Linked DNA regions of Danio rerio: region 1 is linked to region 2. Evidence: chromatin contacts called from public HiChIP or PLAC-seq data. All regions are on one chromosome and are shown on one strand. Each heading gives the region's core, a stretch centred on a gene start, on an enhancer-like site or on the middle of the called end of the contact. The rest is flanking DNA. Distances are from core to core; before and after follow the strand shown.

Region 1 (3,406 bases), core at 610-3,109, 210 kb after region 2:
TGGCCTGCACAGTCACCAGAGCTCAATCCAATAGAGCAGCTTTGGGATGTGGTGGAACGGGAGATTGGCATCATGGATGTGCAGCCGACAAATCTGCAGCAACTGTGTGATGCCATCATGTCAATATGGAGCAAAACCTCTGAGGAATATTTCCAGCAGCTTGATGAAACTCTGACTCGAAGGATTAAGGCAGTTCTAAAGACAAAAGGGGTCCAACCTAGCACTAGTAAAGTGTACCTAATAAAGAGTGTAAATAGTGAATTTGTTTTCATGCATGTGAATTTGGCTATGCATGTGTACATTGTGTTTTCTGCATGAACTATCATTGAGACTAATCTAGCTCTGTAGTGCGCTGTTGTCGGGCAGCTAAATAAAGACTGTACACATCGTCTCACCACGCAGTGAACTCCGGCTCTTGGTCTGCAGGTGTAGTTGTGCGGCCGGCCGTAGCTGCAGTTGTGGTGAAGTGCACAGATGATGCAGTCGGCGGGTAGTTTAGAGCACAGGCCTCCACTCGGACACTTGGACACGTAGTTATCAGTGACCACTGGAGAAGCTGAACACAAACACAACACACCGTCTTGAATAAACACACTGAACACAACACAACAGCTTCTCACTGTCTTTAACTGGCGAATAGTTCAGACTGTGTGTGTGTGTGGTGAAGTGCAGTATTGATTGTGACCTGAGGATGCGGTCATGGCCACCGGGCTGCTCATCACTGACTTCTGCTGGGCTAAATATGGAGGATCCTGACCCACATGAGGAGAGCTCAGATACCCTGCAGAGAGAGCAACATTACTCATGACAAACATCTGAAAATTAAAGCATATTTCATTCAGAAAACAAAGTCAAAATCATGCACTTGCACTTAATAATCCAGATTAGGGCTGCATGATATTGGAAATGTCTAATATTTCATTATTTTGCGATTATATAATGCAATATGACCAGATAACCTAAATATCTCTATTCGGAAAGAATGATTTGGCAGTGCATCTGCATACAATATAATACATATAATAATCAATCTACAAGCATTAATAAATGCAATAAAAGAGAGATATAAATGAAATAAATAAATATGGGTTGCAGCTTTAAGGGTATTCTCTGTGTAAAACATGAGCTGGATAAGTTGGCGGTTCATTCCGCTGTGGCGACCCCAGATTAATAAAGGGACTAAGCCGAAAAGAAAATTAATGAATGAAGCTTTGCTATGGATGTGACACATGTGAAATTGGCATTTGTGTGACTTTGATAAATCAAATATAATAGTGTGAAAACATTAACAGACGTGTTTGAGTATTTTCAGTCCTGTACAATACAAACCTATACAAACAAACTTAAAAAGGGTTCAGCTATTTTGCTGTAAACGTTATATTTGTCATGGCAAGGTTGACATTTTTGTGTAATTTATCATAAATTATATAAACAATACTCATTAATAATTTGGGAAAGGCCTCCATGTGCTGTAAATACATTCATTTACAAAAACACAATATCAAGACACGACCTGTTTTTTAAATATAACATTATCATACACATATTCACTATTATTTGCTTTATTATTGACATTACACCACGATTTAACCAGTTTACACTGGACTCAAACCGAGAACAACAACACACACTGCAGGAGATCAGATCAGCAGACACGCTCTCCAGAGCCACGAAAACACACGTACCGTCCACACATGAGGAGTAAATGTCGAGCAGCAGCAGAACCAGCATTATATACGAGCTCATTTTATTCCGTCCGCGATCTAGAACCCATTTCTGTCCGTTCGCCGTCATCGTGAAACACTGCTTCCGCCGTTTGACCGAGTCTACTGCTCGCTTCCTCCTACGTAAAAGTCCCAGGGGCAGCTGCTGGCTGAAAATAAGTCACGGACAGCACAGCTCTGCGCAAATGCGAACTCAAAATGTTATGTTTAAATTGAAAGTACAAAGTTTATAAAGACTAATTCTTATACTGTAAAATGTCTCAAATTCTTAAACATTCATAAATACAGATTAATAAGTAAGCTCCACTTTATTTTGCAATGAGTAAGTATTTTCAGTAAAATATTATGTACTATCATCATGGCAAAGATAGTAGAAAATAGTTATTAAAACTAGTATGTCTAAATAAAATCCCAAGGGAAGTTTTTGAAAAATTATTAATTTCACAGGATGGCAAACATAACTTTGTCTTCAAATATGCAAAAGACACAATAGTTATTCTTTCAGAGTCTTTATTTCAATCTTTCAGCACTCAAACACACTTGAACACGTCTTATTACACGGCTGTCTGGAATACTGTATTCTAATTGGTCAGTCACGGTATTCCGAGGTCTGCAATTCCCAGATAACAACCTCTGAATAATACAGACTCATGCAGGAACTGAGAATCATCTTGTCCGTCAGTGAATATGTTTGCATCCATATACTTAAATCTACATTCATATGTATCTGCTTGTCTAGCGTGCAGGTTAGTGTATGCTCCATCAGCTGTTTTCATTCTGTCTGCTTTGTGTTTAATTTAAAAAATAATCAACTATTATGGCTCACAATGTTTGGTGTCTGTGCGTACTGTTGACTGTAAAAGCACTAACCTTGCAAATGCATGTCAACTCTGATATGATGCACACATCTTGTTGTAATGTTGGATCTTTCACTTAGTCAATCTGCATTGATACAACAATGTGTTTTGTGTTTGTTTTGTGGCAAGTAGCAGTAGAATAACCGTGATTAAGTACATCCAGGATGGTTGTTTTCTAGGAATAAACCCTTAAAAGTTTTCTACAGCAGTGCTGCACTTCACATTGGGCTGCTGATTAACCTGTCAGGCTTTATTCTGAGATAACAACCTCCTGGATCTACAATATCCATAACACATAAGAGCCAGCAAACTCAACCTTCTGGAAATGACCCTTCATTCAACATGGCTTTAGTTCTCCTTTCATCATCATCATCATTATCATCATCAACCTACATTAATTCTCATGTATGGTTCAAATGGACTCCCCTTTCATTATGTTGGTGCTGTTTTTGCACCATTGACTTCCATTATAATCTCATTTATTGATTTGTTGAAGTCATGACAGCAGATGATCATGCATTCTTGATTGTTGCCGGGTTTCCCCGTTTGGGAGGAGGCAACATGTTTAATGTTAACATGACGAAAAGAAAGTCAATTTGAGTGAATTGTATTGAGTTTTTTCTAAAATTTCAAAGTATTTACCCCAAAATAAAATGTGTCAAAATAAAATGTCACCAGAAGTCATCACATTTGCTGACACACAGAGAAAGCTGTGGGCAAATGAAGACTCAAAATCAGCCTAGAGTGGATGAAAACAACCCAATGACACACAAGGGATAAACATCTGCATCCTTCATCTTCATCATCATCATCCTTCATCTTCAT
Region 2 (3,319 bases), core at 16-2,515:
ATAAATAGGAAACTCTGTCGTGGATGGTTAGGACAAAAAAAAAACTTTTAACGTGGAAACGATGCATGTCACAGTTCGTATTGTGTCTAGTTTGGAGTCAGTGTAACTCCATCATTCTACATCCACTTCAGAAGCTTGTGGTTAATAATTGAACTCATTATATCAAATAAGCTGGATTCTTTAAACCTAAATTTGGGTAAATATTGACAAACAGTTTTAACCCAGCTGTTGAAACTACTTGGAAATTTTAATCACCAAATGACTTTCCAGACCCTTCTCATTTACTGTTCCTGTCAGGTTATAAAATTTCTCAATCTCTCCGAATCCTGAATCCCTGACAATATTTCAGAAACAGCTGAGACTCTTCTGTGAGCACTTTCCTGAAAAAAACAACAACTTTCTCTTTCTTTAATATATCTCGATCTAACTTTTATTTTTCTAGACAAGTGCTAAAACTTTGCTCTAATAGCACTTAGCATGATTATGTGCCACTTTATGATAAATTGCTAGAAATCGTCATTTGTAAGTTGAATAAGTCCATTTAGTTTTATTATATGTGACAGTACATTCCTATTATTATATGTGATTACATTACATTATATAACTTAAATAAGCACAATCAAAATGTGTATGTGAATATTGTCTCAGCCTATTGCTTTTGGTCTGTGTTTTGTTGGGTTGTCTTTGTGATACGTCTGATCAGGTAACTGGCTTTCCTTTGGCTCTGTTGACCAGAATTTAATACTTGAAACTAAAAATTAGGCACTAAACATTATGATGTAATCAGAATCAAAATGGGCAGAACAAAGATAATGAAGATGACAAATGCTCTTATCTCCATGGCAGGGGTCTTGAAGGGGGCGGGGCATGTCAGACATTAGACAGCATTTGATTGGTCAGAAGTTTTGATGAGAAGCTGAAGTTTGTGGTGACGTCAAAAATGTTATTCTATTTATGTGGAAGAGACAAACGGCAAGCTTTAGCTTTTTATAATAGGTTTATCTTCTATGTGTGAATTTTGTCACTGTTTTGAAGCACACTAGATATCCTTGGGACTAACTTACTGATACTAACATAAACTATTTAAATTTCACAGGACCTTGAAACATCTCTTTTCATTTGATTTATTTATTAATTATTTATTATCTTGCTGGAGCTACAAAATTGCCTACATAAGAAAGGTTCATCAGAAATGTATTAATTCTAGCGAACAGGATATGGCGCTCTTATCAAAACCCCACCAGTATTCGGGCGAAATCTCGCGATAACTGCGCGGGGCCTCAGAGCAGCAGCAGCAGTAATGGCGGACACAGAGCAGGTTGCGGATCTCACCGAAATCAAAGACGAAGAAACCGGCGATTCTCCGGCGGACGAATGCGAACAGGAGCCCGAGCAGAACCAAGACGACACGAATGGCGACAAAACGTAATGTTGAGCCTTTTAAATCAATCCCTGTATGCGTCGCTTCTATCGCTTACGTGTTGTTTGCACGGCCTGCGCGCGAGGCTTTCTGCTCACAGAGAGAAAGATTCGCGATTATTTGTGCTTCAGGCCGCTTATTGTCGATAATCTCTGCTAAATTAAATGATTTCCTTTGGTTTTCGTTCATCACAGCGCGTATTTCTCTCTCGTTTGTCTGTTTTGTTGTGCTGCGTTCATAAGCGGTCCGCGCCATTCAGAGCGGTAACCCATAGCAACCGCCCATCAGCCGCCATTGATTTTCTAGAAGCGAGCAATGTATGCTCTGAGAAAACTGCGCGATTTTGTTTAGAGTGATTATAGACTCGTGTGAAAGCACAGCGAACTCTTGTAGTTTTTGCCAGAAACTAAAATACTAACGTTATCATTTGTGCGAGAGAATACTGAACAATGCGTGACTTGATGCGAGACAGTGATTATGTGAATACCTAATTTGATGTATGCAGATTACAGTATTTTCTGCGTAAGTTACAGTCATGCAGAGGACACCAGAATATGAACGCACAGTATGCAGATATCATGTTAAACCTGTATTGTATGTTTCTTTATTTAGAAAACCATTAACGTTATAAAGAAAAAGATTAACATGAAGTGAAATTAAAAGATCAACTAGAGTATCGAGTATATTATTATTATTATTATTATTATAGATATTACTTTTCTTTTTTCAGCTTTTTGATGTGAGAAAAATCTTAATTTTGAGTGTTGCATTTACATCCAGGGTAATCTGCTTGTTTGAATTACCTGCAGTGCATTATTTATTTGATTTGACCAAAAGTGGTGTTGAACATTTTCTTAATATTTAGCTATTAGGGCTGCCGTTAAAAACTATTGATTAATCCATCAACTTAATTGGCGGATATTCAATTCATCTTTATTTCTCTAGCACTTTTACAATGTAGATTGTCGCCACAGCTGAACACAGAAGTTCTAGTAAACTGAAACCGTGTCAGTCCAGTTGTCAGAGTTGAAGTTAAGTGTGGTTTAACGTTAATTTTCACTGCTGAAGGAGAAAACACTGAATAGCAAATCCATCTCCACAAGTCTCAAACCAAGCAAGCCAAGGGTGACCGTGGAGGAACAAACTTCACCAATTAACAAAAGTGACTAATCCAAACAATTAATAAAAAAACAATCAATAGTTTCAAGTGTGCTTAAATTGTTTACTTAAGATTAGTGCTGCACAATATATCATTTCAGCAGTGGTAGTCACATCACAGTAGGGTTGCACAGTTTACCGGTACTACTATCGCGATACTACCGCTCCAAAATAGTGGCGGTGCCACTGTAGTTTGTAAACGGTAGTATCGTTATTAATGGTTTCATGTGGGAAAGTCACTAAAATGCTCACACGTTTGTGCAGCAATAGACTATTTTATTTAATAGTCTGTGGAGCCCTTTATGGTTGCAAATCTGTGTAGAACTTCCACCTTTTATGGTAGCCTATTGCATGTTTTCTGGCTCTTCAGTTAGTTCGAATGCACATCTGGATTGCTGGTATTTCTGACAATTTTCTTTATAGTTTGAGTTATGAATTACAGTATCACAATACTTCTTGGTAGGGTTGTGTGATGTCGACTAAATTGGCATTGTACGATGTCTTGTGTGAAACGTCGCGATGGCATTGTCATGTGAAAAGTGGGGTTGGGGTGGTTGATAGAGTGCGCACAACACGTCTGAAGAGCAAGGAGGGATCCTGGGGTGAGAAGGGTGCATGACTTATTTGAGAACCGGGAGGAAGAAGTGGAATTTTTGGGAGATTATTACTTGTTTGCGGGCATTATGAATCCTGCAAATGCACAGAGACTCCCGGAACTTCCAGGAGACTTGGGATGTCTGA

Evidence for each region. HiChIP or PLAC-seq counts read pairs in DNA pulled down with a chosen protein or histone mark.
Region 1: a contact with region 2 is called in an H3K4me3 HiChIP or PLAC-seq map of embryo, with 2.0 times the contacts expected there. The contact joins the promoter of tm2d3 here to the promoter of myef2 in region 2. A contact is called at or near these places in 2 of 18 Hi-C or Micro-C datasets (caudal fin and hematopoietic stem cells) and 1 of 4 datasets of contacts at active chromatin or transcription factors (embryo).

What each region holds. Positions count from the first base shown.
Region 1 is chr18:879,359-882,764 of GRCz12tu, forward strand. tm2d3 (TM2 domain containing 3) reads right to left here and starts at 1,860. Exons shown (of 6, transcript NM_001099264.2): 1 at 1,686-1,860; 2 at 686-781; 3 at 396-556. The coding sequence starts at 1,794. It overlaps tars3 (threonyl-tRNA synthetase 3), which reads right to left. Exons shown (of 19, transcript XM_073930115.1): 19 at 2,218-3,406.
Region 2 is chr18:670,880-674,198 of GRCz12tu, forward strand. It overlaps myef2 (myelin expression factor 2), which reads left to right and starts at 1,266. Exons shown (of 17, transcript NM_001030284.2): 1 at 1,266-1,425. The coding sequence starts at 1,301.